Linked DNA regions of Sus scrofa: region 1 is linked to region 2. A link is a contact called in public Hi-C data. All regions are on one chromosome and are shown on one strand. Each heading gives the region's core, a stretch centred on a gene start, on an enhancer-like site or on the middle of the called end of the contact. The rest is flanking DNA. Distances are from core to core; before and after follow the strand shown. Region 1 holds the start of MRPL19 (39S ribosomal protein L19, mitochondrial). Region 2 holds the start of GCFC2 (GC-rich sequence DNA-binding factor 2).

Evidence for each region. A called contact is a pair of places that touch in the nucleus more often than the background predicts.
Region 1: a contact with region 2 is called in a Hi-C map of liver, with 4 times the contacts expected there. The contact joins the promoter of MRPL19 here to the promoter of GCFC2 in region 2. A contact is called at or near these places in 2 of 5 promoter capture datasets (fetal liver and liver), 31 of 47 Hi-C or Micro-C datasets (alveolar macrophages, blood, brain and 16 more) and 2 of 2 datasets of contacts at active chromatin or transcription factors (alveolar macrophages and skeletal muscle).

The regions. Positions count from the first base shown.
Region 1 is chr3:67,607,650-67,613,490 of Sscrofa11.1, reverse strand. It overlaps MRPL19 (39S ribosomal protein L19, mitochondrial), which reads left to right and starts at 2,168. Exons shown (of 6, transcript XM_003354755.4): 1 at 2,168-2,320; 2 at 2,489-2,606; 3 at 3,152-3,270; 4 at 3,480-3,614. The coding sequence starts at 2,185. It overlaps GCFC2 (GC-rich sequence DNA-binding factor 2), which reads right to left. Exons shown (of 17, transcript XM_021087312.1): 17 at 4,339-5,841.
Region 2 is chr3:67,543,641-67,549,627 of Sscrofa11.1, reverse strand. GCFC2 (GC-rich sequence DNA-binding factor 2) reads right to left here and starts at 1,825. Exons shown (of 17, transcript XM_021087312.1): 1 at 1,491-1,825. The coding sequence starts at 1,767. LOC106509776 (a long non-coding RNA gene) reads left to right here and starts at 1,887. Exons shown (of 3, transcript XR_001307629.2): 1 at 1,887-2,343; 2 at 3,276-3,336.

The DNA of each region.
Region 1 (5,841 bases), core at 919-3,418, 64 kb before region 2:
GTGCTGAATAGAAATGCGGAGACTGAATACAAACTGGAGTTTTGAGTGAAGGAGAAAAGATAGCTTTATTGCTTTGCCAGGCAAAGGGGGCCACAGCAGGCTAATGCCTTAAACACTGTGCCTCCCTTTGGGAGAGATTATAGTTTGGGGAGTGGAAGATAGGGCCGAAGATAAGGATCAGGGTAGAGGCAACCTTGCATTGTCTTTCAAAGCTTGCATCGTGTGGCCCCAGGACTGGCTCGGGCTGCCCTCCTTTCTCCAACGAAGAATGCTCTATCAAGCAGATAACATCTTCCATTTGTTGTGGGTTTTAGTTCTGCAGAAGGGCTCAAAGATACTGTTGTGTATATTCCTTGAAGAGGAACCAGGACCATGCCCCAAGCCTACACTACTGTCTCTTGACTGCTTCTTCTTCATTTCTGCATCCCTTTCCTTCCCTGATAAATAACGAATGTTTGAAACTGCCCTTTGGAACTCAGAGAAGGCCAAAGAGGGCCTAGCTGGGTTATACCACCCCTACCCTTGACTCCTGTAAGGAACCAGCTAGCCCCCTGCCCCCCGGCCCCTAGCAAGCAAGCAAGCAAGCAAAGGAAATTCTTTTTTGTTTCTACTCTCTGCTGCAGCAGGGGCTCCAATAAAGCCTTGCCTGAATTTTCCTGTCTGGCCTCTTACCATTGATTAAGAAGGTCAAGGGCCCTTGGGATGGTAACATTCATAGCAGCTTTATTCACAATAGCCAAAATGTGAAAACAACCCAAATGTCCATCAGCAAATGAATTGATAAACAAAATATGTCATATACATAAAATGAAATATTACTCAGCCTTAAAAAGGAATAAAATTCTGATACACGCCTACAATATGGATGAACCTTGAAAACACTGTACTAAGTGAAAGAAGCCAGACACAAAAGGACACATTATATGATTCCACTTATTTGAGATGCCTAATATAGACAAATTCATACAGAAAAAAAAGGTACTTGAGGATAATCAGGGCTTGGAAGAGACAGTACTGGGATTTAATGTTTAATAGGTATTGAGTGTCTTCTCTTGGGAATGTCAACTTAAAAAAAAAAAAAAAAAGCAAAGCACAACCTAAAGTTGAGAATGTTTTATTCAGTGGACTGAAGACCACAGCACCAGATATAGCCTCTCAAATAACTCTGAGAAACTGTTCCAAAGAGTTAAAGAAGGATCCAGGATATATAGGCATTTTTGCTGGAAATAAAATAAAATAAAAAAGCCGGAATTCCCGTCGTGGCGCAGTGGTTAACGAATCCAACTAGGAACCATGAGGTTGCGGGTTCAATCCCTGCCCTTGCTCAGTGGATTAACGATCCAGCGTTGCCGTGAGCTGTGGTGTAGGTTGCAGACGCGGCTCGGATCCCGCGTTGCTGTGGCTCTGGTGTAGGCCGGTGGCTACAGCTCCGATTGGACCCCTAGCCTGGGAATCTCCATATGCCGCGGGAGCGGCCCAAGACCAAGAAATAGCAAAAAGACCAAAAAAAAAAAAAAAAAAGCCAACATTTTATGACCTAAGTATGGCCACAATGCCTGCCCTTGAATAGGTCTCATATCTTAAGGGAACAAAAGAACAAACTGTTACTGGGCAAGAGAATTAACAACAGCAAAGATTATAAATCAGATGATAAAGGCTCCCAGTTCCCTTTTAATGGTAGAGATTAGCTGAAAGCACTTTTTAGAGCTGTTTTGCAGAATTTAAACTTTCCGTTTGAGAGCTGAACAACCACATCAACTACAAACTGAGGGATGATGCTGTGGACTTTTTCTGATCCTTACCTCAGTCTGCTCTGTTGACCTTTGCCCTAATTCCATGCTGAATTCTTCTCTGCTCAAGCTCCTTCATGAATATGCATGGCCTCTTTAGCTTAAACCTTCCCCAGTTTTGCTGGCTGGGGAGACATTGCTTTGGGAAAGATCCCGGTATTCTCCTTACTTGCTGCAAGTAATAAGTCCTTCCTTCTCCTGATCTTTGGCTTGGTTGTGCCAACTGGCTCCACATTCTCCAAGAAGTGAGCCAGTTTTCGAGTAACAGAACTAGAGAGTGTGTGTGCACTTTCCCTAACAATTCCAGGTGGGGTTGGGGGAAAAAAACTTGTCTATTTTGGCCTGTGGCGGCCGCCATCTCGCACAGGTGGCCACGCCTTCTTCGCACTGATTGATGGGCGTTGTAGTCTCTACCCAGCGAGCAGGCATGGCGGCCTCTATTACAAGGGGCTCCTGGGCTGCGGTGGGCCTGGGGCAGAGTTTTCCACCTACCCGGGCTCTGCTTCCTGCACCAGCCTCTGTCATCTGCCGTAAGTGCAGCGGGGCTGGGGAGCCCGGGGAGCAGGTCAGGGTCAGGCTACGGGGAGGCGAGCCTGGGAGCCTGGGGCGCTACTTGAAGGAGATTGTGAGGTTTCTGGGGGAGCTGGGGGTTTCTGGGCTGGCACATGTAGCCTTGACCTTTGAGGTTGCTCCCTCAGGGACCCTCGCGGGGTCGGGCAGACAGCAGGTCACTGGATCTTCTGAGCCCGGCGCGTTTCAGCCGCCGCCGAAACCGGTTATCGTGGACAAGCGCCGTCCCCAGCGCCCGGAAACCAGGTGAGGCTCTCTACCTACACGCGCTTTGGAACCTGTACTCCCGTTATAGCTCTAAAGCGGGTCCGGAAACCACAGGGCAAGAGCTTGTGTGCAGGATTCATGAATCCCCTGTTCCCACTCAAGTTTGTCTTCCTCGCTTCTCCCAAGCTTGCATTAAAATTTCTTCGCAGTCCTATTAGATCGGAAGTTCAAGTAGGGATTCCCCAGATGCGAAGCTCTGGTTTGTATCAGGAGTTTTTCTCTTAAGTACCTCGTGTTTTACTTGCGTATGTTAAGGAACGGTTATTTCCTGGGCTAGTGATCAGATCCAAGCCAAAGTTGCAACCTATGCCGCTGTTAGAGCAACACCGGATCCTCAACCCACTGTGCTGGGCTGAAGATCAAACCTGAGCCTCAGGGCTCCAGAGACGCCACTGATCCCTTTGCACCACAGTGGGAACTCCTGGTAACATCCTGAAATTTCACTTTTGGGGTAAAGCAGTGGTTTCTCCTATAGTGGTCTTTTAAGTTTGCTTTTAACTTTTTAAAACTTGTATTTTTCACAGGTTCTTGAGTCCTGAGTTCATTCCTCCAAGGGGAAGAACAAATCCTCTGAAATTTCAAATAGAAAGAAAAGATATGTTAGAAAGGAGAAAAATACTCCACATTCCAGAGTTCTATGTTGGTCAGTAAGAGCTGGGTGCTTTTGTTATTAGTGGTTGTGGAGGGGTAGTTTTCTTGGTATAGAGAACATTGTTTTTCACCTGTCTGGGTTTTGCTTATATGAGGTACTTATCCCTAATATTATATTACAACATTTGGGAGTTTTGAAATTACCTGGAAGTACTGTTATTTGTTTCTGTATCTCATGTAAAATTCCTCTTGAATTTGTAGGAAGCATTCTTCGTGTTACTACTGCTGACCCATATGCCAGTGCAAAAACCAGCCAGTTTCTGGGGATTTGTATCCAGAGATCAGGATCAGGACTTGGAGCTACTTTTATCCTTAGAAATACTATTGAAGGACAAGGTAGATTTCATTTCATTATTTTGATTTTCTGGAAAGTATTCTCGAAGAGTCTTTTATTTTCTGCGTCTTTTATTTTCTGCACAAGACATCTGGAACTTGAAAGTGAATGTGAGCTCTGAGGGCCTGTGGCCTAAGAATGGTATGAGAATTGAGGTTGCTGAGTAAATAGAGTTGGTGCTTTGCTTTCTCTTGAAAGTTTCTTTTGTTACAAGGGCAACAACCTTATGAAGTAGACTTTCCAAATCATGGTACCATCAAGGGAGGCGACGAGTGACTCTAAAGCAGTGTGGGAGTATTCATTTTAGGAGCAAATAATCCTTGAAAACATTAAGATGAACATAATGATGTCCTTGTAAGTTACTTTTTCCTAACATAAATGGCTCCTCTTTTGCTGTATATTACAATAATCATCACAATTAGTAGTTTTATAAAAATGAGAGGACTTTCAAAAGAGGCAAATTTTTTTTTTTTTTGTCTTTTGTCTTTTTGTTGTTGTTGTTGCTATTTCTTGGGCCGCTCCTGCGGCATATGGAGGTTCCCAGGCCAGGGGTCGAATCGGAGCTGTAGCCACCGGCCTACGCCAGAGCCACAGCAACGCGGAATCCGAGCCGCCTCTGCAACCTACACCACAGCTCACGGCAACGCCGGATCGTTAACCCACTGAGCAAGGGCAGGGACCGAACCCGCAACCTCATGGTTCCTAGTCGGATTCGTTAACCACTGCGCCACGACGGGAACTCCCTTTTTTTTTTTTTGATGTTTATCCTTTACTGACACATGGCTGAATGGCTAGGGAAAAATCGTTCCATCCAGTGGCAAGTAGCCTTGGGGAGTCTATGCTATGTGGTAAAACGTACATAGTATAAAATTTACCATTTTAAGTATTTTAAGTATACAAATCAATGGCATTAAGTACATTTACAATGTTGTGTAGCCATCTTTACTCTCCATTTCTATAACTTTATCCTCCCAACACAGAAACTTTGTACCCATTAAACAACAACTTCCCATTCCCCTCTTTCTCCAGCCCCTGGTAACCTTCCTTCTCCTTTCTGTCTCTACGAACTTCAAAAGAGGCAACATTATGTTTGCTATGATGGGAACAAGTGGTAAAATTCTAGGAAAATTATGAATCAAAATGTCAAGAGTAGCACATTTTTCATACTTAATGTTTTATGCTTAATGTTGTATGCTTCATGATCTCCACCAGTGAAGTAGTTTATTGAAAGACATTGCACATGTGAGAATGGTTGCCGTCTTCCTTAACACCAAAGGTCCGTGGTGCTGTGCCTGTAGGAACTCAGCAGGACTTGACTAGCTACAGAAACTTGTGCCTCCAATTAGGTCGTGTAGTTGGAGAACTCTTGTAATAGAAAGGCATGTGACAGACCTGAGTATGATTTTTTTTTTTCCCTTAAAATTGAGATAATAGTTTTTGCCTCCCAGGCTTGTGGTCAGTTGATTGTGATGTTGTACATGAAGTATCTGACATACAGTTCTTAAAAGTATTAGCTCTGCCAGAAGGGAATTAATTCCCTTTTGCCATTTTCTACCATTAACATTTTGAAGCCATTCCTACCCCATCGAGCCTTCCTACTTTGACGATTCTTGCTAGTCCATTAGCTTTAAATACCATCCATGTGGTGTTAATTCCTAGATTTATATCTCAAGGACTGATGACCCTTTTCTTGTTCTGGACTTGCACCCACAGCTACCTATTTGACATCTCCATTTGAGCATCTTAAAGCATAAAACAAATTCAAAACAGACCCCCCCCTCCTTTTTTTTGGCCCTGCCCATGGCATATGGAAGTTCCCAGGCCAGAAATCAAACCCATACCATGGCAGCACCCCAAGCCACTGCAGTGACAACACTGGGTCCTTAACCCACTGCGCCACAAGAGAAATCCCAAAACAGAACTCTATTTATTTCCATCACAATGTGTTCTCACAGGTTTTTCTATTTCTGTAAGTTGTACCACTCCCCACCCCCTTACTTGAGCCCAAAACTTAGCAGCTATTTTTATTTTTTTAATTTATCTTTTAATTTTTTTGGCCGCACCTGCATCATGTGGAAGTTCTCAGGCCAGGGATTGAACCTGAGCCCATAGCAGTGACTCAAGCTGCTGCAGTGATGACGCCAGATCTTTCACCTGTTGTGCCACAGGGGAACTCCAGGAGCTGTTTTTAATTATTTTCTTTCATACATCCATCAATCAGCAAGTTTT
Region 2 (5,987 bases), core at 576-3,075:
TTTTAGCTTCCATGTTGCAAACTAACCTTTGAGAATGTATCACGTGTTGAGAGCTGCATTGTCACATTAAAGCACAATAACCTCCATAAACCAAAAAGGCTATTGAGGACTGGTAACCATCTATCTGTGCTTTTCTTCAAAATCAAAAACAAAATATATTTAAACAGGTTGAATACAGAAATAGTTTTGAGAATTCAGCTGTCTCCCATTATGCTAGATGTTAAAGAGATTCAAACTCAAAACGACGTCACTCTGGAGTTCCCTGGTGGTATAGCAGGTTAAGGACCCAATGTGAGCACTGTTGTGGATCAGAACGCTGCTGTGGCATAGATTTTGATTCCTGGCTCTAGTTTTTCCACATCCAGCGGGATTGGCCAAAAAAACCTCAAAAGCCATAAAAACAAAAAACAAAAACAGAACAAAATAAAAAACCCCAAGTCAAAACAATGATACTCTTACTCTTTTTTGGCAAATAGTTATTTTTCATAAAAAAAGTTTCTTTCCTTACATGTAATGAATTAATTTTAAAAGAGTAAAAATTTAATCTTAATTTCTAATACGGCAAATATTACAGAATAATCTACAGAACCAAAAGCTCTTTGGGATCGTTAATAATTTTTAAAAGTATGAAGGTTTACCCTTTATACTCAAGACCAAAAAGCTTGAGTACCACTGTTTTACAAAGCAAGTGAAACAGCAAGTGCTGGCCTCAATTCTCCCTGATAGTTTAACCAGATGACTTAACATACAAAAGCATTTAAAAAAAATCACACTTCATATAAACAAGTGATTATAACACTGACTAAGAAATCACCGAAGAGTGGTGAGAATTTTTTTCCTCGACTAACCATTCTTATTAAACTCCATTTCAAAAAAGAACACACCTTATGTAAACAACTTGATGCTACCTGAATCCTATTTTTAGGAACACAAAGGTATCTCAAAATTTACATTGTATTTAACATCATTATTGGCAGTCTACAGTGTCATTTACCTACTGTTAGTGACATAATCTTTTCTTTAAATAATGGTTTAAATTAAAAAAAGTAAAATGTCCCAAAGCCTGTCACCTAAATTTTTCCAGCGTACCATTCCATCCAGTTAGATGTTTTCTAGAAAAACAATTAGGGACGTTTCCAGAAAGTATTACCACTTACTTAGAAATATCAGAAAATTTTTTAACTCTTCTGGGGCGATTTAGGTTCCTCATAAGCATCAGGTGCAGCACTAAAGCTATAATTGGTGAAGGTTCATTTGATGTTGCAAAACAGAGGAGCCCAAACTTAACAGGATTCATTCTACTGCCCCTGGGAGCCCAGTGTGGAGATGCCAGCAGCGGGCGGGTGTTCGCAAGCAGGCTGTCATGCTTACTATTCCTGCGATGCAGCCCACATCCTGGTAAGCACCGGGTTAGATCCGAAACCACCCTAACTCCTCGGGGTCTTCCTCCCGCCCCCGCCCCGGGCACCCACGCCGCCGCCCTGTGTCACCTGGGGCATCCGATCCTGGGTCCAAGCGCGGAGCCGCTTTCGCCGCGCGCCGGGAACTCGCCCAGACCCGGCCCCGGCCCCGGCCCCCGCCCCGGGCCCGGCGGAGCCGTTCTGCCACTTCCGCGCAGCCTCCTTCGGACAGCATTCCTTCCTCCGCAGGGCCCGGGGCTACTTGCTCTCCGGGCACCCCTGGTTCGGCAGTTGGTTCCTGGCCGCTGTCGCTGTCGCTAGAGTCAGTTCGGCGCTGCCGAAAAGTCCTCTGCGGTCTGTGAGCCATGACCGAACCCAGACACACCAGGTCTACGGCTTCCGCGCAGGCGCACGCTCCCGCCTCCCGCCTCGCCGCCCCGTAAGCGCGCGGGAGCCAAGCGGCTTCGACGCCGGCTTCGCCATGCGCATGCGTAGTTTTCTTTTTTCGTTCTGTACGACCCAACTCGTCTCCCGGGGTTTCTAGGGATGTGCGGCGTTCTCTTTGCAAGGTCAGTTTATGCAGGTGCTCGCGAAGAGATTACCGCAGGTTCCTCAAGCTAACTGCTATGGAGAGCAGCACTCACAGGCTCTCTTTGTGCAAACCCTGTCTGGGACTCAGGCGTTGTGCCCACATCCTGGACTGGATCCACTCTTCGACTTTCTGGAGAAAGTGAAGTTCTCTTTCTAAACAAGAATTAAAACAAATAAGCCTACACTGTGTAAGAGATTGTCTCTGGAAGCTAAACAGTAACATCTACACAGAAATGATACTGCACAAGTAAGCAACAATCAAGAAGAAAAGCACAGAGATAAAAAGGATGGCCTCTTAGAATTACAGATAGAAACAAGTAAAGAGCAACCAGAGAGCAAGAAGCCTTTCCAGGTACCCATAATCATCACTATCTTATATTATTTGCCCTTTCTCATGAATATTAGGATTTCCCCCCCCCCAGAGAGCATGAATAACGCCATATATCTTATCTATCCCCACTATACTTATTTACAATACTAACTTATTGATTAGCTGGTTATTAGGAGACTTTGCATTATTCACCTTTTTAAAATAACTTAAATTTTCAGAGGTTAGTAACTGAAGAAAATTGGCATATGAAATATTCTCCAACTTTTGGAAACCAATGTATTACTTAAGCCGTTTTGTTTTTTTTTTTTTCTTCCCATTAGTGAAATGTTTTAGTCAGCGTTATTAGGCATTGGTTAGTGGGTTCTGAGCGCCCTCTAGTGATAAATGTGCTACTTACAAAAGGATTATGTCAATCTTTTGGAAAATGCCTCCTTTCTCATAGAGCTATTTTTTCTTTCTGTCTTGTTATAAGTAATGGATATATTGCCATGTTAAGCCAAATTATGTCAAAATTTATCAGATAAAAATTTTGATAAGTCTTATTTGTAAGTAAAGTATCACACTGTTCTTTGGCAATTAAAAACAGTTTTGTGGAAATGCATCTATAAAAGTATGGACCTTTGTGCTTTCATTTTTTCAGCATCATTTTTTTTTCTTGCATTTACTATGATGAGATCCTTGGCCTGGGACCAGAGGGTCGCAATATGCATGGAGGTCCTGGTCCTGATGATCAGTTAGTACATCCAAGTTAGCCCTACAGATTGGAAATTACTTAAAAAATATATACTCAAAATATTTAACATCAGATCTACCCTCTTAACAAAATTTTAAGTGTACAGTACAGTATTGTGAATTATAAGCACATTGTTGTAAAGCACATCTCTAGAACTTTGTCATTTTAACTGAAATGTTTTACCTGTTGTAATTTAACTCTTTGTTCCTTCTCCTCCTAGACCCTGGCAACCACCATTCTCCTTTCTGCTTCTATGAGTTTGGCCCTTTCAGATACCTCATGTAAGTAGAACCATGCAATATTTATCCTTCTGTGACTTAAAGTAATATCTTCAAAGTCCATCCATTTTGTAGCATATTGCAGGGGTTCCTTCTTTTTAAAGGCTGAATAATATTCTATTGTCTGTATATACCACGTTTTCTTTATCTATTCATTGGACAATGGATATTTAGGTGGCTTCTACATCTTGGCTATTGTGAATTAGTGCTGCAGTGAATGTGGGAGTGCAAATGTCTTCAAGATCTTGATTTCAATTCTTCTGGGTAAATACCCAGAAGTGGGATTGCTGGATCACATGGTAGTTTTATTTTTAAATTCTGAAGGACTTTCCGTATTGTTTTCCATAGCAACTGCAGCATTTCACGTTACCACCAACAGTGTGCAAGCGTTCCAGTTTCTCCACAACCTTGCAACACTTGTTGACTATTGATTGGCTGATTGGTACTGGACATCCTAATAGATTCGAAGTGATATCTTCTTGGTTTTGATTTGCATTTCCCTGATGATTACTGATGTGAAGCATCTTTCACATACTTGTTGGCTTCTGTGGAGAAAGCCTATTCAAATATTTTATCGGTTTGAAATTGGGTTATTTGATTTTGTTGTGGCTGGTTTTGCTTTGTAAATGGACTGTAGTACTTTGTATGTGTTGGATATTAATCTCTTATCAGGCATATGTATTGCAGATATTTTCCCCACTTTCCCTAGGTTGCCTTTTCACCCTGCTGAAAGTTTCCTTTGCTGGGCAGAAGCCTTTTAGTTTGATGTAGTCCCATTTCTCTACTTTTGGTTTTGTTGTCTGTGCTTTTGGCCTCATATACAAAAAGCCATTGCCAAGACCAATGTCATGAAGATTTCCCCCTTTATTTTCTTTTAAAAATTTTACATTTAAGTATTTAATGAATTTTGAATTGATTTTTGTGTCAGGTATAAGATAAGGGTCCAGTTTCATTCTTTGGCCTGTGGCTATACAGTTTCCCCAACACCAACACCATCTGTTGAAGAGACTTTTCTTTCCCATTGTGTATTTTTTTTTTTTTTTTTTTTTTTTTTTTTTTGTCTTTTTGCCATTTCTTGGGCTGCTGCTACGGCATATGGAGGTTCCCAGGCTAGGAGTCTAATAGGAGCTGTAGCCACTGGCCTACGCTAGAGCCACAGCAACGCGGGATCCGAGCTGCGTCTGCAACCTACACCACAGCTCATGGCAAGGCCGGATCGTTAACCCACTGGGCAAGGGCAGGGACCGAACCCGCAACCTCATGGTTCCAGGTCGGATTCGTTAACTACTGCGCCACGACGGGAACTCTTTTTTTTTTTTTTTTTTTTTTTTTTTTTTTTTAAATTGAAGTTTAGTTGACTTAAAATGTTGTGTTAGTTTCAGGTGTATAGCAAAGTGATTCAGTTATACCTACCTATATATTTTCCAGATTCTTTCCCCTTATAGGTTATTACAAAATATTTATTATAGGTCCTGTGCTATGTAGTAGGTCCTTGTTGATTGTCTATAATAGTGTGTGTTTGTTAATCCCAAACTCCTAATTTATCCCTCCTCTGCCTTTAACCTTTGGTAACCATAAGTTTGCTTTCTGTGTCTGTGGGTCTGTTTTGTACATAAATTCATTTGTATCATTAACTTTAGATTGCGCATATAGGTGGTATCATGTGATATTTGTCTGGCTTTCTTCACTTAGTATGATATTCTTTAGGTCCATCCATGTTGCTGCAAATGACATTATTTCATTCATTTTTTTCATTTTTAAGGTTTTGTTGAAGTATAGTAGATTTACAAGGTTGCGATGATTTCTGCTGTATATCGGAATGATTCAATTATACATGTACACACATTCATTCTTTTTCATATTATTTTCCCATATAGATTATCACAGAATATTGGGTCGAATTCTCTGTGCTATATTGCAGGTCCCAATTGGCCAATTATTCCATATACTCCAGTGCTCATATCCCAATCTCAAACCCCCAGTCCATCCCTCCCCCTCCAACCCATCTGCTTTGGTAACCTTAAGTTTTTCAAAGTTTGTAAGTCTGTTTCTGTGCTGCAAATAAATTCAATTTGTATCCTTTTTTTTGATTCCACATATAAGTAATATCATATGATGTTTGTCTTTCACTGTCTGCCTTACTTCACTTAGTATAATAATCTCTAGGTCTATTCATGTTGCCGAAGATGGCATTATTTCATTCTTTTTTATGGCTGAGTAATAGTCCATTGTATATATGTACCATATCTTCTTTGTCCATTCCTCTACTGATGGACATTTAGGTTGCTTCTACGTCTTGGCTATTGTAAATAGTGCTGCAGTGAACATTGGAGTGCATGTATCTTTTGGAATTATGTTTTTTTTTTTCTGGATAGATGTGCAGGAGTGGGATTGCTAGATCACATGGTAGTTCTTTTTTTTTCTTTTTAGGGCCACAGGTGAGTCATATGGAAGTTCCCAGGCTAGAAGTTGAATTGGAGCTGCAGCTGCCAGCCTACACCATAGCCACAGTAACTAAGGATCCAAGTTGCATCTTTGACACCACAGTTCATGGCAATGCTGGATCCTTAACCCACTGAGTGAGGCTGTGGATCGAAGCCCCATCCTCATTGGTACTGATCACAACGGGAACTCCAATATGGTAGTTCTGTATT